2 separate regions of the Anas platyrhynchos genome follow, and region 2 is linked to region 1. The links are chromatin contacts, called in public Hi-C maps. All regions are on one chromosome and are shown on one strand. Each heading gives the region's core, a stretch centred on a gene start, on an enhancer-like site or on the middle of the called end of the contact. The rest is flanking DNA. Distances are from core to core; before and after follow the strand shown. Region 1 overlaps LOC113845268 (a long non-coding RNA gene). Region 2 overlaps LMTK2 (lemur tyrosine kinase 2).

The links. Hi-C and Micro-C count contacts between places; a contact is called where the count stands out from the background.
Region 2: a contact with region 1 is called in a Hi-C map of skeletal muscle, with 5 times the contacts expected there. The contact joins two enhancer-like sites. A contact is called at or near these places in 2 of 8 Hi-C or Micro-C datasets (liver and skeletal muscle).

The regions. Positions count from the first base shown.
Region 1 is chr15:12,738,267-12,742,624 of IASCAAS_PekinDuck_T2T, reverse strand. All of the region lies in intron 4 of LOC113845268 (a long non-coding RNA gene), which reads right to left. Among named protein-coding and RNA genes, the nearest start is that of LMTK2, 21 kb to the left of the region's middle. Within about 2 kb of position 1,979, at least 2 of the 8 cell types and tissues checked have an H3K27ac peak or open chromatin away from gene starts, as enhancers often do.
Region 2 is chr15:12,787,253-12,791,610 of IASCAAS_PekinDuck_T2T, reverse strand. It overlaps LMTK2 (lemur tyrosine kinase 2), which reads right to left. Exons shown (of 15, transcript XR_011803508.1): 7 at 3,507-3,640; 8 at 777-861; 9 at 1-117. Among named protein-coding and RNA genes, the nearest start is that of BHLHA15, 16 kb to the left of the region's middle. Within about 2 kb of position 2,105, at least 1 of the 8 cell types and tissues checked has an H3K27ac peak or open chromatin away from gene starts, as enhancers often do.

The DNA of each region.
Region 1 (4,358 bases), core at 730-3,229:
CACGCACGGATGTATATGTCTGCTATGTTGTATGACTTATCCCCAGGTAATGCCAACTAAATCATAACTGTGTTTAGGCATAAGAACTGCTTTGTATTTCATGCATCCAGCTTTAGTGCAGACAGCTCAAAAAAAAAAAAAAAAAACACAAAAAACTCCCTTCTTTCCTCATTTATACCTTGTCAGAATTTCATTTGTTCATTATCCTTTATATTCTTCTAAGACCGGTCTTTAAGCAACAGAATTACTCTTCTTTTTCATCCTGTTCTTATGACATTTTCTCTTAGGGCAAATCCTGCCCACACCATGATCACAGAGGACTCCAAAAATAATCTAATCTGCAAAGATTGACTGCCAAGTGAGTGTAGAATTTAATGAGTCCGCACGTGGTGGCCACATCCCTTGCAAAGCCTAGTTCCATGGGTGTACGCTGTTTACATACCTAGGAAGTGTAAGGGAGTGCAAGGTGCATGCTTGGGATAATATAAAAATCCACTGCCATTGCTCCACAGCACCCTCCAGGAGCATCACAGCAACATCAAAGCCACTAAAAAACCTCCGCTGGCACCATGCCCGTTGGCCCTGGTGAGACAGCTTTGAGCCATAAATGCTTCAGCTAAGCTAGAGGAAACCATTTATCTTTTCTTGTCAGTTTTAGTTAGACCAGTTAATTGCCCAGCTCGAACCCTCTCCTGCTACAGCAATCATTATCTAACGTACAGCATTCCTTGGAGCACTTGAAAAGCAGAATACTCTACAGTTCACTGCTCCAATAGCATACTTTAAATTGTAACCCACCCAAAAGAGAAGTACCGAACGCTGGCAGACCTCACTCGATGCTTCAGTCAATTGGGAACAAGTCCTGAATCTTTAAATGGCATTCAGAGAGCTCAGAGGTGCATTTCCATACCCATGATAATTTGCCACTTGGTCAGTTGTCCCACTGTCAATTAAATAAACCAAAGTGATTAACAAATCTCAGCAGTTTCATAAAGGCTTGCTGTGAATTCAATGGACAGCAGGATCTATCACAGTAGAGAAAGATGTGCTTGCTTTCCTAGTTTCACTTTGGGGAGGTCTAAAAGCTAGCCACAAACAGTTTAAATTACAATTAGACACCAAATCTTCACATAGCAGAGTAAGATCGATCAGCTGCAATTTATTTATACGTTTGTGCCTTATTTTAAAGGAGACACACTGAGAATAAAAGCAAATGTGAATTCTGATTGAGCAGCAGTCAAAATCTGCACAATTTTAGCCACGTGTTTACATTGGCTTAATCTTTAATATCATTTAAAACGTTCTCTAGTCCTGAAAGTGATCTGACTTGTTTACATATTTATTCTTGCTCTGCTTCAAATCCCAGAAGAATGGTTAGCTCCCAGCGAGTGTCACTTTTGAAAAGAACAGATCCAAACAGGAGCTTTGCTGTAGAAATGAACCTTCCTTTCTTTCACACACATATATGGTTACTCTATGCTTTATGAAAGCTGTTGGTTGGCAGCTACCTAAAAATTGAAAGCCTTATTTTTTTCCTCTAGAAATAAAAGAAAAACAGAGAAACTATTTTCTGATTACTCTCTACCTGATGCTGGGGGGTCATTTTAAGCAATAAGTTATTTATTAAAAACTGTAATTTCCTTTTAACACCAGAGACATTTTTTTTTAATACATGAGGGCTCCCTGGTATGTAGTTGGTAGAAAGTCACACTAGGTTTTCAGAGTGAAACGTGCTTAAGGAACAAAACCATTATCATAAGCATTTACATTTATTATCGATGTTGAGCCTGTAATGACTGACTTAGCTGACAATCAGGTGAAAAGCAATGAGAGGCCCCTTCCTTAAAATGAAGCACCTTGCCCCATCTTCTGGACAAAAAGTGGCTGAACAGGATGGTGAGTGTTGCAGCCAGGCCAGTCCATGCAACCACACGCTCAAGCACCAGTGATGAGCTAAGCGTACTGGTCTGTGACAAGAGATGCACGTTTCAAGTCCAGCCCTGGCTCCAGTACGGCTTTACAAAGTACAGAACTGTGCTGTCACACCGCACAACCACCCCTTTAACTACAGCTTTAACCACAGGCTTGACCACAGCTCCTCTCTGCTCACCACTTCTAAGGGTCGCATGAGTACACAGAAGCTGGTGAAGATGGAGGGTTAACGTAGCCCAGTGTCAGCATGTCACTTCTTAGCTTCCCTAAGCCAGGGATCTTGTGTCTGCACTGAAGAATGATTCATTTTAAAAGAATGTAGGTATCAAAATGCAGGCAGATCTCCAACTACATACAAGTTAGACTATCTGTTTCTTGCTGATACAAATTTTCACACACTGGGGGGGAAAAGTGCTGGTTTCATGCATCACTTTGCACTGGATTGTGTCCAGTTGCTTTACTTATCATTATGCAACTTAACCCAGGGCAACTCAACACCCAAAGACAAAATTAGAAATGCATAAATATATTTGCTCAGTTTCTTTTCTCTCCATAACAATATTTGTTTCACTCCCCAACCCAAGATGAACTGTACAGGACAAAAGGAAGTTTAGAAAAATATACCAATAATTTTATTTTTCTAAATTGACTATTTTGGCATTTTGTTATTGTCTTGTTTATCAGATCAGATGGGACTATTTCAGCTTAAAATAAAACACCTATCATCCTCATCACTGGGAAAATTAATCCATGGACCAAATCTATCATAAATCAGCCCTAATTCAGGCAAAAGTTCAACTGGCTTCCAGTAGAGACGTTGTCAATATAGGAATAAGGAAGGATTCAGAACTAATGTGAGCCAAATTCTGCACTTACCAGCATGAAGAACTTACAGAAAAAAATGAAAATAAATGAACTGGCTGGTACTTAAGTTCATTTTTTTATCCCCAGAATTGATTAATGATTAGCAAATTCATACAAAACCTCTTTAAGCCGTTAAAGAGATAAGCCATACTTATAAAATCTGTCATCTGTCATCAGTATGTCATCTTAAATGACATGTATGAAGAAATTTGTGGTACACTTACACTGAGTAAGATCTCATTCTTAGATTCACCTCTACGGTAACGAAGCAGTTCATAGCACAAGAATCTACTCAACATCCATTGAAGCCCTATCAACAACTTGCCCTGTTGGCTTTAACCTCCCTGGGACAAAACCCGTCACTTAAATGCATGTGTGGCAGACCACGCTGGGAAGCAGTGACATAAGGCACACAACAAATAGTAACTGTCCAGGGCCACGGAAACTCAACATCCAAGTCAGAATTAGAACTCAGGTGCCCCATCCTGAATTGTGTGCACGTCTCTCTGAGAAGCATAAGTGATTTAAATACACAGAAGTTACCTGGTGGCAGAATCTGCTGTAGTGGGATCCAGTCCTGGATTTGCTGCTGGTCCCTAACAGAGCAGATCCTTACCCCTGAACTGAGCTCACATTAATTACTCAAACACTAACCTGCTGCCATTCCTGGAGGGCCTGCAACCATTACTTTCTCAAGAGCGTCTGTTTCCTCCTTACACCAAAAATCACTGTCTTTTTTGACCTTATGTTGGAATGTTCTTCATTTGAATGAAAAGCAAACTTAAGAATACAGCTGATATTCTGAAGAACATGGCTGATAATAACCACATTGCCTTAACAGAAACATCCATTTGTCTTGACATAGCCCACAAAGTAGTTTCCACTAGTAATAATAATATGATGGCTTTAACCACAATGTGGTACAGGACTAAATATTTATAGAGTTTGGTAAAAACAACGACACTACTTAATTTTAAAATCAAGAAGAGAAACAAAGAAAGATTCAGTTCATATAAACAATCCACAGCTTCTATAGCTATCAGATCCAGCTCATTAAGCAGCTTCCTGATGCTAATTATATCACAATTTTAATGGGAAACATTTGTTTTAAGGCCTGCAGTCCGGATTCTGTTAGCACTGAAGTCAACAGGAACTCTGCCATTGACTTTAATGGAAACAGGAAGTCTCTGTATATTAAGCAGTTATAGATATCATATGTTTGTCCCTATAATTTATAAATGATTGCTCTGCTTAGAAGACTGAATCTTACTCCAGTCCCTTTAAAAAGCAGTGGGATTTCCTTGTTTTAGACCTAGGAATAGCTTGTAAGCTTTGTATTGTATTTCCCGTAAGAGAAAGATAATTTCATTCTGCAATCTCATCTGTTCTCTAGCCAATACAGAAATGATAGTGGCATCCTCTGCAAGAGCTATGCCCAGCTCTCATCAGCCAAAGTGTCTGTCACTGAGGCTGCACACAGGGATATTGCCACTCTCTGACAGACTATGGAAATACCCTGGGTGGGATGCACTGAGACTTTAACTAGATTCATTTATCCACAA
Region 2 (4,358 bases), core at 856-3,355, 49 kb before region 1:
GTTACTGTATTTATTTTGCTCTGCTGATAACAGTCTGTCTTGAAAACTTGTTATTAACTCAGGTGCAGTCCATCGGAGAGGAACGAGTTTCTTCTCATCTGTCTCAATATAATCTTCCTATATTATCGACAAAAAAAAAACAGAAAGACTGAACAAACATCGGGACAACTTCCAGAAGCTGACTATCTTTTTTTCCCTAATCTGTTTTTATGTGATCACTACGTGTAAAATGAGAACTAAAAAAGTAATCTCATTTTACCAAAGTAAAAGAGAATAAAGCTAGAGAAAATAGGCATTCAAGAAATCCATTTCTTGTATACAATAAAATTGAGTATCAATTTTTGTTTAATGTTTGGTACTCAAAACGTTGAACACTTCGCATTTTTCACTTTCTTGGTATATGTAAGTATTTCGAACATTTTCATTAAGCAATTTGATAGCATTTTTCCTTTCTTAGAACATTCAAATTTTTTGGCATAGCACCTGTCAAAATCATTATTTTAGGGCTACTGCACAACATGACATACAACATAAATTTAACCAGAAACTTCTATAAGCAAGAACTCCATTTCTGGAAAGATCGTTTATTCCATTACATGACCTTGCTACAGTTCTTTGCCAGTTACTCTGAGAAGTTCACTATTCAGAAAGATAAAAAGGACTATGTGGGATCAGTTCACGACCTTATAATATGCTTGTTATAATCTCAGGCTTTCAAATCCTTCAAAAAAAATTTAACGTACATTAAATTTAATGTACATTACCAATTAACTTACCTTATATCTACTGAATCCTATACCATAATCTCCTACTTTGATATTTAAATCAGATGTAAGAAAGCAATTTCGTAAGGCCAAGTCACTGCAATGGCAAACAAATAAATAGTAAGAACAAACCAAGAAGTCTTCAATTAAAAATAAGACAAATGGGTTAAAAGAAGTAACACTACTCAGAAGAGTCAGACCACAGCTTGAAGTATCAAATTTAAAAAGCCACAAAATTTTACAAAAATAATCAAAAATACACACATTTACAGGTTACGGTAGCCAAGTGACAGGTGCAGATTAGTAATATGAAATAACTAGTGCTAAGGATTCAATATCCACACTATATACACTTCGGTAATTTTATTCAGATGAGCTGTAGCCTGGTCCCATAGACCAAAAGGCTCGTAAAAGCTGGAGCAAGTTAAGCATGCACCTGAAGCTACCTCTCCGATTCTCTTTGGATATAGTTAAACCAGTCCATGCACTCCAGAAGATCAACTCAATACAAGCCCAGGCACAGTAACTGGCAACAGTAGGGAGATTCATTTCAAAAGCACAATTTTGATTCAAACTAAACGTGCAGATAGTTCTTCTGTTGCTTGTATTTTCATCAAGTTTTAAGAATATATATAAAGCAACAATTGATTCCCAATTTCACTAGGAGACTGCAGACACCGTAGTTCTGTCACTCTTCACTCATACTAAGCAACCAGTAATATATTAAACACACATAAGTTCCTCTAAATAACAGTCACATGTTACATTTGAACTAGAACTATACATAGTCTTTGAGAAAGACCATAAGAAGAAATCATGTTTCATAAAAGTTCCTTTAATAAAGGAACAAAAAAGCTCTTGAATATACATTTCCAGTTTCCACTATAAACCAGACAAGTGCTCATAGCCAGCACTGTTGCTGTAATAATAGCAAGAATCTTTTGTAGAAATCCCATCGTGCAAACTCAGAAATCTATGCAAGTTTAATGAAACTGCATGCTTACTACGAAACTATAGCCATGACAGCAAAGAGTTCCACATGCTAATTGCTCAAATATTTTGCTTCTCAGTTCCACAGAAGGGTACTAGGCAATTAAGTGCACTGGAAGAATTCTACCATTGCTTCTGTGTAGATTTAAAAAAAGTAGTCTCTGAAGTGTAGATGGTCTGAAAACCATACAATTTCCCTACTTCAAAAGAGTAAGTTTTTTTTCCACTTTGAGAACCGTTGAACCTCATGGGTCAGAAACATTTGTAACCTTCAAGTACGCTCCAAAGCTTTCCAACTTGTATCATACTATTTAAATAAATATCCCAGAAGAGAAGATAAAGTTTAGCTGCTAGAATTTACCACTAACAACAAAATCACTGATGCTGGAGTTTTACCACTTACTCTGACAGCATCAGGATAGTGCTGCTAGAAGTAAACATTTACAGTGATAATTTTGGAGATCCAAAGAATAACTATTTATCAAGTTTTAACTGTACTTCACTGAAAACACACTGTTAAATTTAATACCTACAAAGCCACGCTGCTGCAATACAAGAAACAGTGATCACTCAGTTTAGAAGGTACAACTGGTACTACCTTCAAGTAACTTGAAATTGTTAAACAGGTTAAAAGCTCTGCTTATCTGGCACCAGCTGAGTCTAGGATTGGGGGATTTCTTAGGGTTTTGTTGTTTTACACATGCACTTTTTAAGACTGAAGTTTAATAGTTCAGCTTCTCCCTGAACACAAGGTCTCCGCTTTCTCAAAGTAGTACAATGCATTGACCAGCAAATTCCTGACATGCTGAAAGGGATGATACAAGTGCTGTTTCTACAGCAAAGAACAGGCTGACCCAATACCCACACAGAATAAACTATCCTGAGATATATCAGGTTTCATCAGGTAAGCCATGTCTGGAGAGCAAGTACTCTAATATAACATTACAAGTCTAAGCTTGATGTCTCCAGCTCCTTAACAACTTTACAATTAAAGCAAAAAAAAATTTTTTGTCATAGTTCAGAGCACTGAGCTTCATGACTGCATTTTTCTTACCTGTTAAAACTACTGCCATTTTTTCAGTAGTAACTGCATCATCTTTTAATAAAATAAAGAAATCCAGGCCTTCCCCCACCACTAAAATGAAATTGTTCTCCCATTTTGATCTGACTAGCTCCATTACTTTAGATTAAGAGACACTGAAGATAAACAGTGCTTTAGCAAGAGATCACCTACTTCAGTCAGATTTTTCAATTTAAGTCAGCTTCTCCCTTAACATATTAAAAGAGTAGCAACTTTTTTTTTCCATTTTTAGTAACAAAGGTAATGGATTACAAAAATTCTAAATTGTTATAATCTACAAAAATACAGTCCAAAAGATTGATTCTAACAACATTTTAGTTTTATCCCCCCAACCCCTAACACACATACCCCCAACAAAACAAACTTAATTTGTGCAAGAATTAATCAAACAACTACATCTTCTGGATTGGCCTAGCAGTAGGCTGTGTTCTGCAGTCTGCAGATCACCTAAAAAGAAGGTGATCAGCTTACAGTTGCACAAAGACTGTAAGACCTTATCACTGCAGTTAAATTAGCATCTTCAAAAACATCACACCTTCCTGACATAGGATATGTAAATTAGATGAAAGTCTATTAAACTAGTGTCTTTAAAATGTGCCGATTTGAATGAAAACACCTACATGATTTTTGGAGTGCACCGTAACAAAGAGTAACTTATCTGGAAAACGTACCTATGCACAAAATTATGCTTATGCATTACAGCAAGTCCAGCAGCAATCTCACATGCCATTCTCTGTAGCAGCATTATTTGTGAATCTCCTTTAATGTGGTCCTGCTCGTTGCAAATATAAGTTTTTAGGTCACCCTGTAAAAGAAGTTGTAAATACTTAGCCTTGTGTATTAGGTGAATCTAAACAATACTTCATGAAGAGCCAGCTAACTAACTACGTTACTTATTTACCAGTGAACAAGGTTAGTACTAGTTATAAATAGATTTGTGCTTAATAAAGAATCTCCTTAAGTTTCAGTCATCACTTGTATAAGAAGTCATGTAAGGCATATGGTATTGTCCTTTTAAGGGTTTTTAATCACATCATTTAGGAGTTAATAATCTAAATCACACTGCCACATAAAACATAACTGTCATACAATAATACTTTCCATTAAAAATGTGATGAGCTTCTGTGTGTGTTTTTTTTATTTTTTTTATTTTTTTTTAATTTTTTTACATGTGATCAATTTCAATTGCTCCCCATCAGCAGTTGTCTGTCTGGCATATGAAAGGGGATGGAAGGAAGAGAGCACAGAAAACTGTTTTAGACATTGCCAGCTCACGAGAGCTTTAGATATTAAAAGACCATGATACAGCCCACTCCCATCATTCAGGCACCAGAGGATGGCAGTAGTTTTGTTGAACCTAGGCATTGCTGATCAGCATCCATACAACTTACAAGCCTACAGAAGCACTCCATAAATTACAAAAAAAAAAATAGCTTTGAAACAGATGGAAAAATAACTGGGAGTTGTCAAGCATCTTCCAGTCTTGCTTTTCCTGTGTAGGAAAATCTAAGAAAAGTAAGAGA